2 separate regions of the Canis lupus genome follow, and region 1 is linked to region 2. Evidence: chromatin contacts called from public Hi-C data. All regions are on one chromosome and are shown on one strand. The core of a region is the stretch at or near the end of the contact, and the rest is flanking DNA. Distances in the headings are between cores, read along the strand shown.

Region 1 (6,730 bases), core at 2,232-4,731, 35 kb before region 2:
ACAGCCATATACACACAGAGTGGATTAAGAAACGGAGGGTCAAACAAAGAAGGATAGTAAAATTACATGCCAAAAGAGATGATGTAAATGATTAAAATAAAGGGCACTGTCGAGTAAAGAATGATCAGTTCAAGCCAATTGTTGCTGGGTAGGACTTCAGGCCCAGTACTGCCAGATGGATCGATTTTTCCAGAGAAGCCAGAACTCTGGATTTGTGACGAATCATCTGATTTCTAGATGTTAGTAACTAAACTACATTTTTATTAACTCTGTGTTGGCCAAGCCAAACAAATTTGCGAAGCAAATCCAGCAGCAGGCCTGTCTAGTTTGCAAACTTGGAATTCCAAATTGCTGAAGTTTCTCCCACCTGGGAAACAACAGGACAAACGAGAACCCAACTCAAAAGTGTGTTTTCTCTTAGGATACTGCGGAAGTAGCTGCACTGGATGAAATGCAATTTTGTTTAAATGACTCAACTTCTAAAGCCACTGGTTTTGTGGAAGTGGCAGCTGGAGGAGGCTCCAGGAGCTGGTGGAGCAGCAGAAAGGACTCTCATAGGGCCACACAGAGCAGGGTGGGGGTGTGGCTGGAATTTTAGCTGTTAAAAGCTTCATAGAATGCAGACATTCCAAGGGCTAGCTGGGATCCACCTTCTGGAAAAAACCAGGAAGCTCCTTACCTCTCCCCCCCCCCCCGCCCCCCGCTTTACCCCCCAAGACAATCCAACTTGAAGCCCTATCTGCTGCAACTTCCAAATGCACAAGACCTAGAAATCTCTTCTTTGGAGTATCCTTCACACATCCCTAGTTCAGTAGGAGTATGCTTCCCACAATATTTACAGAGGGCGAGGTTTTTGTTCAACCACGTCCTGGTGTCACAGAGCCCCCCAAACGTAAAGAAGACACCTGCTATCACCATATCCCTAGTTTCAGAAGACCGACTGTAGCATTTAAAATGGGATTAACATTTCACTTGGTTTTCCACTCCTGACTGTGTAAAAGGTTCTCCTGGAACAGCTGGGCCGGCTTGCCTTATGGAGAATTAAAGAGCACCACGCATGCACGCACACATAAGCAGCCATTTCTATAAATGCCCGAGAAAAAAAAAAAAAATCACTCGGCTGAATGGGTCACGTCTCCAGGAATCCTTTTTTTCTAAGACAGGAAGACTCAGGTAGCGCCCACGCCCACAGAAACCCTGCAGGCCTCCCCGGCCACCGGCCACCGGAGCGGGCAGCTCCCTGAAGGAGAAAGTGCCTTTGCTCAAGGTGGCAGTGGGTGTCGGGGTGAAGTGAACCCCCGGGGGACGTGGCTGACAAGGCCAGGCCCGCCCAACAGCTGCTGGTGAGTAACACCCTGGGGCTAATATACCCCTACCTCACCCTGGGGGGAGTGACGCTAAAGGTCACATCCCCCAGTTCAGGCACACATCTGCCTGCCCCCAGCCTTGCAGACACAAACTTTGTCAACTGTGCTAGTTTGATGGCAACTTAAGAGGACAACCCCAAACAGAACCTGATTTTGCAGGAACCACGCAGGAAAGTCAGTTTTGCTCCTGTGCCAGCAGCCACCTCCACAAGGAGCACTGTCCAAAGGAAATAAAACCCGACATGCAGTTACGTGGCCTTCCTCTGAAAGAGCAAAACCAACCCAACCCAACCAAGTATCATTCTCAAACCACAGGCCCAGGGCCTCATCTTGAGTGTACCGACAATTACACCAAAGAATGACAGTACTTTGCTAAGTAACTCCAACAGCCTCTTAAATATCGCGTGGGATGGAGGGAAAAGAAGTTCTAGGAAAAGATCAAGTCCTGTGCTTCCTTATCAGAACAGCGGTTGTAACAGGACCTTTACTAAAGATGTGGAGATAGCATGGCCCAACCCTTTCCAACTTTTTCTGAGTGTGTTACCCAGAACCAGCACAATTGGCTGACCAAGAATCTCGGGAAGCCTCCAAAGCCCATCTTAACCTGCTTATGTCTTTTCTGGCCACATCCCTTGGGCCAGCCCTTGCCTTTTGGTGTCCCTGGGAGAGACCCTGGTTGCAGGAGGGAGCCTGGATGTCAGGCCAGGACCACACCTCCTCGCTGACTGTTCAGGGTGCAGGGTGCCACCAATCATGGTGGTGGTGGCGGCGGTGGGGAATCGGCTGTGGAATCTCCTTAAAAAAAGGCTAACTAGTCATGAAGTTAACCCCCTCCACCATCACTTGATCAAACTCCTCTGCTGCCCGAAGCAGTGTTATTTTAAACCTCCCTGGGGACTCTGGGCCAAATTTAAAACCACCTTGGCAAGCCCTGAAAAAGTAGCAAGCACGGGGCTAAATGAGTCCTTAGTCATCCCTAAAAGGCTCCCCCGTAAACTGCTTCTCCCCAGGTTTGGGGCGCGTCTCGCTGCAATCCCACAAGAGAATCAAATAAAAGCTACGCCATTTGACCTCCCCGATGCCAGCGTGTGCCCAGGTGGGGTGGCCCCACGGCCGTGGGGTGCGGGAGCCCTGCGAGGGGGGGCGGGGCGGGGAGGGGAGGGGAGGGGAGGGGAGGGGAGGGGAGGGGAGGGGCGGCACCACTCCCGGCGAAGCCACGCACAGGGGCCGGCCCTCGGCGCTCGCTCCCCGGCCTGCCGGGTTAGGGCTCTCGGCGGCTCCTGGAGACGGGAGACGCGGCGAGAGGGGGAGCCTTCCGTCTCTCCGCGGCTCAGTCAGTTAAAGAGTCGAACGGCAGCACCTGATCCAAAATACGGGCACCCTCGAGGCCGAGTGTGGTGTCCTTAACGCCCCGAAAGGCTGCCCAGCCAAAGGTCAACTAACCCCAGAGCTGGGCTGGGCTGGGCTGGGCTGGGGTGGGGGGTGGGGTGGGGGGGGTGGGGGGGTGGGGGGGGGGGGGGGAGGGAGCCGCCGCTAACCTGTATGCACTCTGTAATGGGCTTTGAGATGGGAGGATTTTCCATAGACTTTCCCACAGCCACTGTAGGGGCACTTGTGCCTCTTTTCGGAGGCGTGTTTCCCCTTCGCAGCCACTCCGGGGTGGAGGAGGGAGAGCGGGCTGGGCGCGCCGCCAGGATCCTGTCTCTCCTCGGGGCTGTGAGAAGGACTCGACCCAGATTCGGTGGTCACGTCGCTGTCGGATCCCATATCCTCATCCGGACTCTCCAGACTGTCGCTGCACACCGAGGGGGTCTGGATGGGTCGGTACTTGTTCAGGTCCAACAGGCTCTTGGCGATGGTGACCAGCGTGCAGTAATCCTTCCAGGCGTCCCCCGGGTCGCCGTGCTCCTTGGCCACCTCGCGCTCAGGGAGTCGCAGTCGCTCGGCGTCCGGGGCGCCCCCGTGCTCCGGCACCGCAGCGCGGTTCGAGATCGACACCAGACACTGGGCGGCCACGAAGTCCATGTAGGCGGCCGCGGACATGGTGCGGGCGGCGGCAGCCCCGGCGGCGCGGCCCAACTCGGCGGTGGCTGCGGAGGTTCGGCGCGGCCGGCCCTGGCCTCGGACGACGAGCGCGGCGCGGCGCGGCGCGGCGCGGCGGCCAAGGGGGCGGGGGCGGGGGCGCGGGCGCGGGGCGCTTCCGACTCGCAGGAGCGCGAGGCGACCTCAGCCCCTCATCTTTACGTAACCGGCAGCGCCTCCGCACGCAGCATCCACGGCCTCGGGCTCCGCCGCGCCGCCGCCGCCGCCGCCGCCGCCCGCGCCCCGCTCCCCGCGCCCCGCGCCCCGCGCCCCGGCGCGAGTCCCCCCGACGGGCGCGCCGGCCGCTCCGAGCCGGCTCCCTTGGAAAGATGCCACACGTGGCGGCCGCAAGTTTATTCGCTTGAAAACGCCCCCGAGGCGCTGGGAGAGGAAACTGCAACGGAGGTACACGCCCTCGGCCGCCGGCCTCTCTCCGTCGAGCCGCAGCCCCGGGTCCCGTTCACCCGAGCACCCGCACGCGGGGGGCTCGGGCCGCAGCGAGCGCCGGGTCTAGGACGCGCCTCTCGGCCGGTCCGCGGGCGCCCTCCGAGCCCCTGCGCCGGCCGGTCCGCACCGTTCCGGCATTCTCTCGCTCAGTAACAATTTCGCAGAATCCCATCACGTCACAACCCAAACCCCCTCCAATTGGCCAGCGGGGAGGGTGATTCAACTCTGTTTACTTTCTCCCCCTGCCAGTCAGCGCGGCCTCTCGGCGGAGAGGTGCGTCTAGCACTGAGGCGCGCGGCCAATCCGGCCGTTCCGAGCCGCCGCCTCGTGCTACCCCGACAGCCTCGAACGCGGGCGCTTAAAAGGGTAACAGCCGGGCAGGCCGGCGGGGCGCGCCGCCTCCTCCCCGGGAGCGCCGGGCGGCTCCCCCCGGCCCGCGCGCTCCGGGCGGCGGGGCCGGGGCACGCGCCCCCCGCACCCCCAGCCCCACCCCGCCGCCCCGAACCGCTGGCGCTCGTTCTCGTGACAACAGAAAACTTGGCGCCCGGCTTCCCAGCTTGCAAACGGTTAAGTGGCTTCCTGCAAACGCTAGAGTCCCAGCAACCAGCCTTCCAATCGAAAGTAAGTTGGTTGATGTCACTGACATTGGCCCGGCCAATCAGAAGGGGCGCTCCGAAAGCGAGCGCCCCGCGCCTGGAAACCCCGGGAGCTGTAGTGAAACTGGACGCAGCCTTGTGTGTCGTGTTGCTGGTAGTAAAAGTGAGATGTGTATGGGAGGGCAGGGGTGATGAGTAAATGCGATGTGAGTCAATACTTAACAACAACAACAACCAAATGTCAGGCCAAGTTGTCCAAGAATAAGCACAAATGAGAAAGCATCATTTCTTTCTTTGTGTCTTTTCTTTTTCTCTTTCTTTCTTTCTTTCTTTTTCTTTCTTTCGTTCTGTTTGGGGATGCAGCATACTTTTGGGTAGGTTTTTAATATACATGCAATGTGAGTCAATACTTTAAAAGAAACTAAATATGTCAGGCGAAGTTGCACAAGAATAAACACAAATGAGAAAGCATCATTTCATTTTTCCCCCCTTCCAGTTTGAGGCTGCAGCATGCTTTTGGGCAGATTTTTAATAATTCCTTCAATCCAGGGACCCCTGGGTGGCTCAGTAGTTGAGCGCCTCCTTCAGCTCACGGTGTGATCCAGGGATCCTGGGATCAAATCCCACATCAGGCTCCCTGTGGGGAGCCTGCTTCTCCCTCTGCCTGTGCCTCTGCCTCTCTCTGTGTGTGTCTCTCATGAATAAATAAATAAAATCATAAAAAAACTCCTATTAATGATCCTTCAAGCCAATGCATTGACTATGACCAATTCATCTGAAAAATGTAGGGCTGACAAAAGTTCTGTTTAAACCAAATTCTTGGGATGCCTGGGTGGCTCAGTGGTTGAGCCTCTGCCTCTGGCTCGGGGTGTGATCCTGGAGACCAGGGATCAAGTCCCAGGTCAGACTCCCTGCATGGAGCCTGTTTCTCCCTCTTCCTGTGTCTCTGCCTCTCTGTCTCTCTCATAAATGAATAAATAAAATCTAAAAAAAAAAAAAAAAGCCTTTTTTTACTGTCTCACTACTCTTACAGGAAATACCCCATCTTTGCTTTTGGGATACCTTTTCATTCCTCTCCTTCCTTAGTGCAGTTTATTCTAGGTAAGTTATTTTAGTTTTGTTTTGAAGCTACTGTAACCCATCTTCAATTAAATGCAGACAAAAATTTGTATGACTCTTTTTAAAAACACCATTTTCTTTCCATAGACCCTTAGATGTGATTTCAGGGTTTGTTTCTCTTCCCTCACTTTACAAACGCCAAGACTGAGATGTATAGAAGTGACTTGTCTATCTTATCAGGTAGACAGTGACAGAGCTCAATTGAAACCATAAATCTAATGATGGCCAAGCCCTTTGGGCTTTAAAACAACTGGGCTCTTCGATTTTGTGAAATATTAACTGTGCTAGACAGATTCTTAAGAACTGGAAGGAGCCAGAGATCCTTAGGTATTGAATATTGTGGCATTACGGGATCAATGATTAGCATGGGTCTTGGAGTCTGATTAACTCAGTTTGCCCCTCCCTCTGAATGAATGATGGGTTGTTTTCCATCTTGAGAGCTGAGAAAAGAATCTAGGGCTAATGCCTCTTGCAGGAGGCAAACCATCAGCACAACTGGTTAAAAATACATTGATTTGGGGATCCCTGGGTGGCGCAGCGGTTTAGCGCCTGCCTTTGGCCCAGGGCGCGATCCTGGAGACCTGGGATCGAATCCCACGTCGGGCTCTCGGTGCATGGAGCCTGCTTCTCCCTCTGCCTATGTCTCTGCCTCTCTCTCTCTCTCTCTGTGTGACTATCATAAATAAATAAAAATTAAAAAAATACATTGATTTTCCTAATTGGGTATGAGAGGTACCTGCCTCTTAGTGATACAGATCCACTGAGGTCCAACCATGGCCCTCACTGGCTGTTAGCCTTGGTCAAGGGTTGGGAACATTACTCACACCAGTTTCCTGGTCTCTAAAGGTCCAAATTAACACTCCCAGTTTGAAGGCCAGTATAGTTTATTTTGACTTTGCTTTTGAAGTGATACAGGAAGATACAGCAGTAGGTTGAGTATATGGAAAAGTGAAGTTTGGAAAAGGGGTGGCAGTCAACCACGAATGTTATCATCACCATCACTGTCACCATCACCAGCATGGAAAAGTAGGTGCATCATGGCATGTGAAAGTGATGCCGTCTTAGAATTCTTGCATTCTAATCCCCTTAATTTTAGAAAAGAATTCACTGAAGCACAGG
Region 2 (6,421 bases), core at 3,295-5,794:
GTGTGTGGGCATGGGGGTGGGGCTGATCCAGCTGAGAGGCTCAGGGACAAGCAGATGGCTTCTTTGGTTCAGCTCTTAACCAGTTTTCACAGAACAATCATTTTCTTCCTTTGGGACCCTGAACCCAAGCCTGCCCTGGCCCTCTCCTGGGGGTGAGTTGCTGCTCCCTTCTCTGCACATGGTGTAACCCTCTGCTGTCTTGCAGCTGCTTGCAGACCCTTTTTTGGCAGCATCCTCCATCTGATAACTTGGAAGGGAGGGGAACTTTAGGAATGGCAGGCAAGAAGAGAGGACAAAAGTACTCCAAATAGTAGCCCTCTAGCCTCCTCTTCCTCAAATGCAAACTGATCCTTCTTCAACCAAGTGGATGCATGGAGATGCAAGTTTCATCAGGATGAACTCTTTCTCAAGAGGCACCTTGGTTGCTCGTGCAAATGAAACTCTGCATGAGCCAAGCCCAGCAGCTGACCAGGCCATGTCTGAATACACACGTACAAATGTATAAAATACACACATGCTAAATAAATGCAACAAAGCCACATGTATAATATATATGCTAATATCCAATAATGGGATACAGACACATAACTTAGGATTTAATGCTACAGACAGATACTCATACACTCAAAGAAGCAAGTGTATACCCACACTTTTGCTACACATAATAGAACAACTTTTCCCCCAAGCTTTTATACTGCAAGTCAATGAACATAAGGAAAGGACACTTCCCATATTTCCTCTGTCCTCAAGATTAGCTCTTTGAGTCATGCTTCTCTTCCAACTGGGGATTTAAATTCTTTAGAAGGACAGTATATGGGGCAGAAGAAGTTAAGGACCTGGTCCTTCTTCTGACCCTATCACTGGCTCTGTGATGTGGAGAAGTGCCCTCCTGCTTGGTTGCCTGAGTTTCACTGCAGTTAATAGGTGAAGGCTGTGCTGTAGTGGCTCTCTCGCTCCTTCGGTAGGTGTATGCTCTGAACAGACAGCCAGTGATTTGTCAGTGGTGGGGGGAAGCTGTGATGGGAGAGAGAAGGTGGTGAGGTTTGAAGAGACAGGATACTGGGTAGCCATCATCCTCTGGAGAGTAGTATATTCTGCAATTGGGAAAGGGCAGGGTGCAGACATGTCAGCTGAATGCACTGCGTTATCTCTTAAGTTGTTGCAAGAATGAGATAGAGGACTATAGTCCATTTATGCACCCTGTAAAAAAGAAGGTGGGCAGCCTGGGTGGCTCAGCGGTTTAGCACTGCCTTCAGCTCCGGAGGTGATCCTGGAGACCCTGGATCAAGTCCCACGTCGGGCTCCCTGCATGGAGCCAGCTTCTCCCTTGCCTGTGTCTGCCTCTCTCTCTCTCTCTCTCTCTCTCTGTGTGTGTCTCTCATAAATAAATAAAATCTTTTTTTTTTTAAAGGAGGTATTTATAGGTGTCACGGTACTTGGTCCTTTATTGGGTGATACAAGGAACACAGTGTTGGGCCAGCCATGGACCCTTCCCGATGGCTTGCCAACAGCTCTGCCGTGAGAGCTCACTTGCAGGCCCTGGAGAAACTGCTCCCTGAGAATGGGATGGGTCAGATGCTATGGAACTTGATAAACTGGAAAATGATATCCAAACCTTTCTATTTAAGTCGTCAAGTATTTACCAAATTCCTTCAAGAGAGCCCCCCTATGATTCGTGTTTGGTTCTCTCACCTGGCCTCTCCCACAAAAAGTATGGTAAATATTTATTGAATGAATTGGCACACGTTATTTACAAAACCCTCTGTTTGGATTGCGGTTCGGTTGGGACATATTTAGAGAAGCTTTCATGCTGCCTACAACTCTGTGCTCCGAATGTAGGACTTGAGATGCTTAATCTGGGTTTCTTAAGCATTTACCTTAGTCCCCTGTGTACCCTGTTTTCTGGTTCCTACTCACTCAAGCCTTTTCCTCCTCTCCTTCCTTTACCCCCTTCCTACAGGCTGTCACCTGCTTTGGAGGCCAATTCTTGTGGAGAGTTCCTAAAGTCTTGGGTTTTCCAGACTAGTCCTCTGCCTCTCGGAGAACAGCTCATGAGAGTTTGTCCTGAAACACACAGTGATTTCTGTGCTAGATACTGATTTTTTGGTATTTCCTGCTGGAGCTCTGTGTGGGTGGAGTTCCCTCTGGAAGTGCCAGAGTTTTCCTGTTTGAGCAGTTGATTTTTAAAACCTTAAATAAACTCTGTTGTGATGTGTTCAGAATCATAACAACTCACCAACTCTTTCTGAAGCACCTGCTATGAGCCTGGCACTGCTCAAGGGGCGGGGTAGCCAGTGGTGACCTCAGTAGACACCACTTTCAGAGGGCTCTCAGGTCTAGGACACTGATTAGCAAACAGGCATCTGCCTGCCACGTGGTGAGCACCGTGAAGGGTAAAGTCCAGGGGGCCGAGATGAGAGGTGAGGTGCCCAGAGCAGGGGCAGCGGACCCAGGCTCAGGCTTGGCAGGGTTTTGGGGCGTAGGTGTGTCAGCAGAGGCTGCCAGCTTACAGCCAAATCCAGCTAAACTGAGCCCAGAATCTGAGAAACTAAATGTGATAGAATCTGATCTCATTTATCTGTAAGTAGATGACTCCCTTTAATTTGCAAGAAAACTTTTTCAAGCCTTTTTATTTTTTTTAATTTTTTCCCAATAGCTTGAGTATCTCAACTCCCCGTTTCTGCTGCATGTTAACACAGACGCACCAAGTCAGAGGCGCCAACCAAGACAGGATGCTTGCTGGAGGGAAGGTCTGGGCCCTGGGGAAACGTTGCATTTCCTGCATGGAAGGAGAAAGGAGAGGTGGCCTCCAGAGGGGGAGAGTGAAGTGCTCCCAAGCTTCCACCAATTCAGATCTCTATAGGGAACTTCGTTATTTCATTTGAAGTGAATCTCAGGGATGTCAAGCAGGCACATCCACCTCCAGATCGGCCTCAGAGCTCTATTTCAGAGCCACTGGATGTAAATGGCTTGTGATTTCCTCTTTTTAGAGTGTCCAGGTCATTGTTTCCCTCCATTCGTGCAAATCATAAAGACCAACTCCTTGCCAAAAGAAAAAAAATAGGGTGTGGGATGGGAAACAATATAAAGGATTCTGTGTGTCTGGCCAGACAGAGTTCCCTGTGATTAGTCTTGGATTTACTTTCAATCTCTTGGTCAGGCAATAAAATGCCTATTTGTTAAAATAACTTTTTAAAGGTATGATTTACATCACATCAATAAAACACACCCGTTTTAAGTGGTATACTGTTCTGTGAATTCTGACAGATGTTTACATGGGTGCCACTCTCCACAACAAAAACTTGGACCATATGCAATCCCCAAAGTTCCCTTAGGGCTTTCTGCAGTCACTCCAGCCCCAGCCCCAGGCAAGCACCAACCCACTTTCTGTCACCAGAGATTAATTTGGCCTGTTCCAGAATTTCCAATAAATGGAATCACACCATATATTCTTTTGGCTCTGGCTATTGTACCCAGGATAATGTTTTTTGAGATTCATTCTTATTGTTCGTATATCCTTAGCTCATTCCTTTTTTAAATTTAAGATGCTGATTTTTGAAGTGGCAAACAAATGTTCAATGTACCACTCAGTAAGACGAGCAGATCGAGGAAGTCCCTCCGGTCTAAAAATTCAATCAACTTGCCCAGGAAGCACAGGTCTGAGCATTGCATCAGGTTAGTCCAGATCATATTTAAGAAGCGGCCAGGCCCGAGAATTTCTGAGCTGCAGGAGCCCAGGAGGCCGGGGAGTGATGAAGCCTCAGTGAATGACAGGACGTATTACAGAGGATGACAGGGCTATTTGTTCGGTTCCGTTATGAGCTCAGCAAAATGTGACAATCCTGGGAAATATAAATATATATTGCTGTATTTATATGTGTGTTTGCCTCAGGAGACCCGGCAGGGAGTGGCGGGTGGGAGAGTGGGTTCCTGCAGGACTGGTGTGGGCAGAGATTACTGGGTAAAGTGTAGGCCATGTCAGTGGCATAGCCAATAAATAAAAATTACAAAAATCTCTAATATTTATTGAGCACTCACTATGCACCTGGCACTGTGCTCCCTCCTTATACTCGCTGTATCCTATGAAGCCAAAGCCTTTAGTCTCTGCCCCGCATCCATCCCTTACCATATTCCTGCACATGTATCACTGCCAGCTCTGTGCTCCCAGAGCCAGCGTGGTGGGGCTCTGTGGTGGGGGATGATCCCCCAGTTGCTGGAACCACTTTGCATTCCAGTCTGGAGAGCAGAAGTATCTGGGACTTACGGGCAACCAAATAGGGCAGGGGGCAAGCACCCCAGATCCCCATGTCACTCACCCTATCCCCAGTTCTCTGGTCCATGGCATTTTGCTTGACTCAACATTATTTGGTCTCCTGCCCTTCATAGTCCCATATTCCTCAACTTCTTTATTTTTAAGAGAGGGAGAGAGGGTTGCAGGGGGAGAGGGAGAGAGAGAGAATTCAGGCAGGTTCCATACCCAGCGAGGAGGAGCCAGTGGTGGGAGCCTCATGACCCTGAGATCATGACCTGAGCTGAAAGAGCAAAGGTCTAATGCTTAAGTGACTGAGCCACCCAGGCGCCTCTGTTCCTCAAATTCTGAAGCAGTGTTTCCTGGAGCTGCTTCCTAACAAATCATGTTTACATGAGTCCTCCTCTCAGGGTCTGCTTCTGCGGACTCCAGATGTAGACACAGCACTATCATAGTCATTTTACAAATAAGGAAACTAAGACTCTCTGTCTCTTTGTCTCTGTCTCTGTCTCTCTCTCACACACACATCCCTAGCTAGATCCTGCTCATCCTTCAGATAAAAACCTGAACTTCACTTTCTTAGGCAGCTTTCCCTGACGCCCCATCCACAAGTTCTCAGAATCATCCTTTGTAGCACTTACCTCCAGTTCTCAGTTTGCAATGATCTGATTATTTCACCAATGACCATCTCCCCTGCTTGACTGCTGGCTCCAGGAGGTCAGGGGCCCTGTCCCTTGTGCTCTCACCTGTACCCTCAGCACCCCAGCACCCCCAGCAGAATTTCTAGAACACAGTCATTGCTCAATAAATTTTTGCTGAATGTATGATTTGAAATTCCTTTTGTTTTCTCACAGGTGCTCACTGGCCTTCCAGATACCTCTCAGCCTCTGCATGGGTCAGAAACACATAATGTATAACCCCCAGGAGTGACACAAGGCCTCCCACCCACTTCTCTTCTTCTGCGTATTTAGGGAAGCACAATTTCCAGGGCAAGGTGACATTACTTTGCTCCGGGGGAATGAAATTTAGCATTCAACTGTGGAGTTGAATCCAGAGCTGAACCTGGAAGGCTGGGTAAAATTTGAATGGATTATTAGGAGGAAATTTGAATACTATTTTAATGAAATATGATGGCATTTAAGTACATACACATTGTGAATTAAATACACGTTCTTGGATGCCTATAACTTCTTATCAAAAGCACACTTAATCCCAAGTTCTCATTAGGAAGCTGATAAGCACCCTATTTCCTTCTATTCCAGCAATGATGATTCCCCAGCTAGACAAAATTTACAAACTGCTTTGGAAGCATCTGTGGAGAAAGGTGCCATATGAATGTATGAGATTATTGAAATAAATGCTGATTTAGAGATTTCCCAGGTGGATAGTTAAAATATACTGGGGCACACACATATCCTCATACCCCACACTCAGGGTACTTTCTGCTCTGATCAGCGGGGATAAATTTCCCTACTTGACAGTTGACTGTAAATCAAGAAGTGTGTTTTAATAGTCACTGGCTTTGTGCTGCTGTCTCAGGCAATCCTTCACCTCCTGGGACACAGGACCTGAAGGATCTTGGCACTTTCTCTCCACTGCACATGGAGAGGCGGTGCTTAGCAGCAAGGTAAATACTGGCATGCTGTCCGTGAGTGGCGAATACAAATAAGTCAGGATATCCTATTTAAGTTTTAAATATATTTGCATTCTATTTAAGTTCTCCTCTGGATCTACCATTTTTCTTATCAACAGGTAATAGAAGAAGAAATCATGAGTTTCCCAGGTTTTTACCAACCCAAAACAAAATATTTTTTTGTGACAATATAAAGGCCAGAAGGTATTTGACAGTCAATAAATGCTGGGTGAATCATTTCGAAGGTAAACACATGCCCTTATTTCCACAAACCCTGATTATTGGACTAGATTACTGAACTTGCTCCTTTTGACTTTATCCCTTATAATCCTGCCCATCAGTGTTTGTTCGGAGGAGCTCAAATAAACCAGGCTGTTCCATACCCCAGTACCATTGAGCATACTACCTTTGGTGCCTAGATAGGAATGCTTCCCAATAACCCAGGTGGGTTGGGGACACTTTCTCATGTTTCAATACCCAGGAACAGGATGACCTTTAGCTTCCTTTATGAAGCTTTTCTTGAGAGATTCTCCCACTCC

What was found. A called contact is a pair of places that touch in the nucleus more often than the background predicts.
Region 1: a Hi-C map of liver shows a contact between it and region 2, with 1.8 times the contacts expected there. The contact joins the promoter of KLF9 here to the enhancer-like site in region 2. A contact is called at or near these places in 2 of 9 Hi-C or Micro-C datasets (amygdala and liver).

Annotation. Positions count from the first base shown.
Region 1 is chr1:87,775,910-87,782,639 of UU_Cfam_GSD_1.0, reverse strand. KLF9 (Krueppel-like factor 9) reads right to left here and starts at 3,481. Exons shown (of 2, transcript XM_038527104.1): 1 at 2,906-3,481. The coding sequence starts at 3,410. It overlaps LOC119870835 (a long non-coding RNA gene), which reads left to right and starts at 4,381. Exons shown (of 4, transcript XR_005354196.1): 1 at 4,381-4,517.
Region 2 is chr1:87,742,549-87,748,969 of UU_Cfam_GSD_1.0, reverse strand. It overlaps LOC119870835 (a long non-coding RNA gene), which reads left to right. Exons shown (of 4, transcript XR_005354196.1): 2 at 2,657-2,750; 3 at 3,546-3,675; 4 at 5,104-5,880. Among named protein-coding and RNA genes, the nearest start is that of KLF9, 33 kb to the left of the region's middle. Within about 2 kb of position 4,544, at least 5 of the 20 cell types and tissues checked have an H3K27ac peak or open chromatin away from gene starts, as enhancers often do. A contact at or near this core is called in liver, where this site is marked.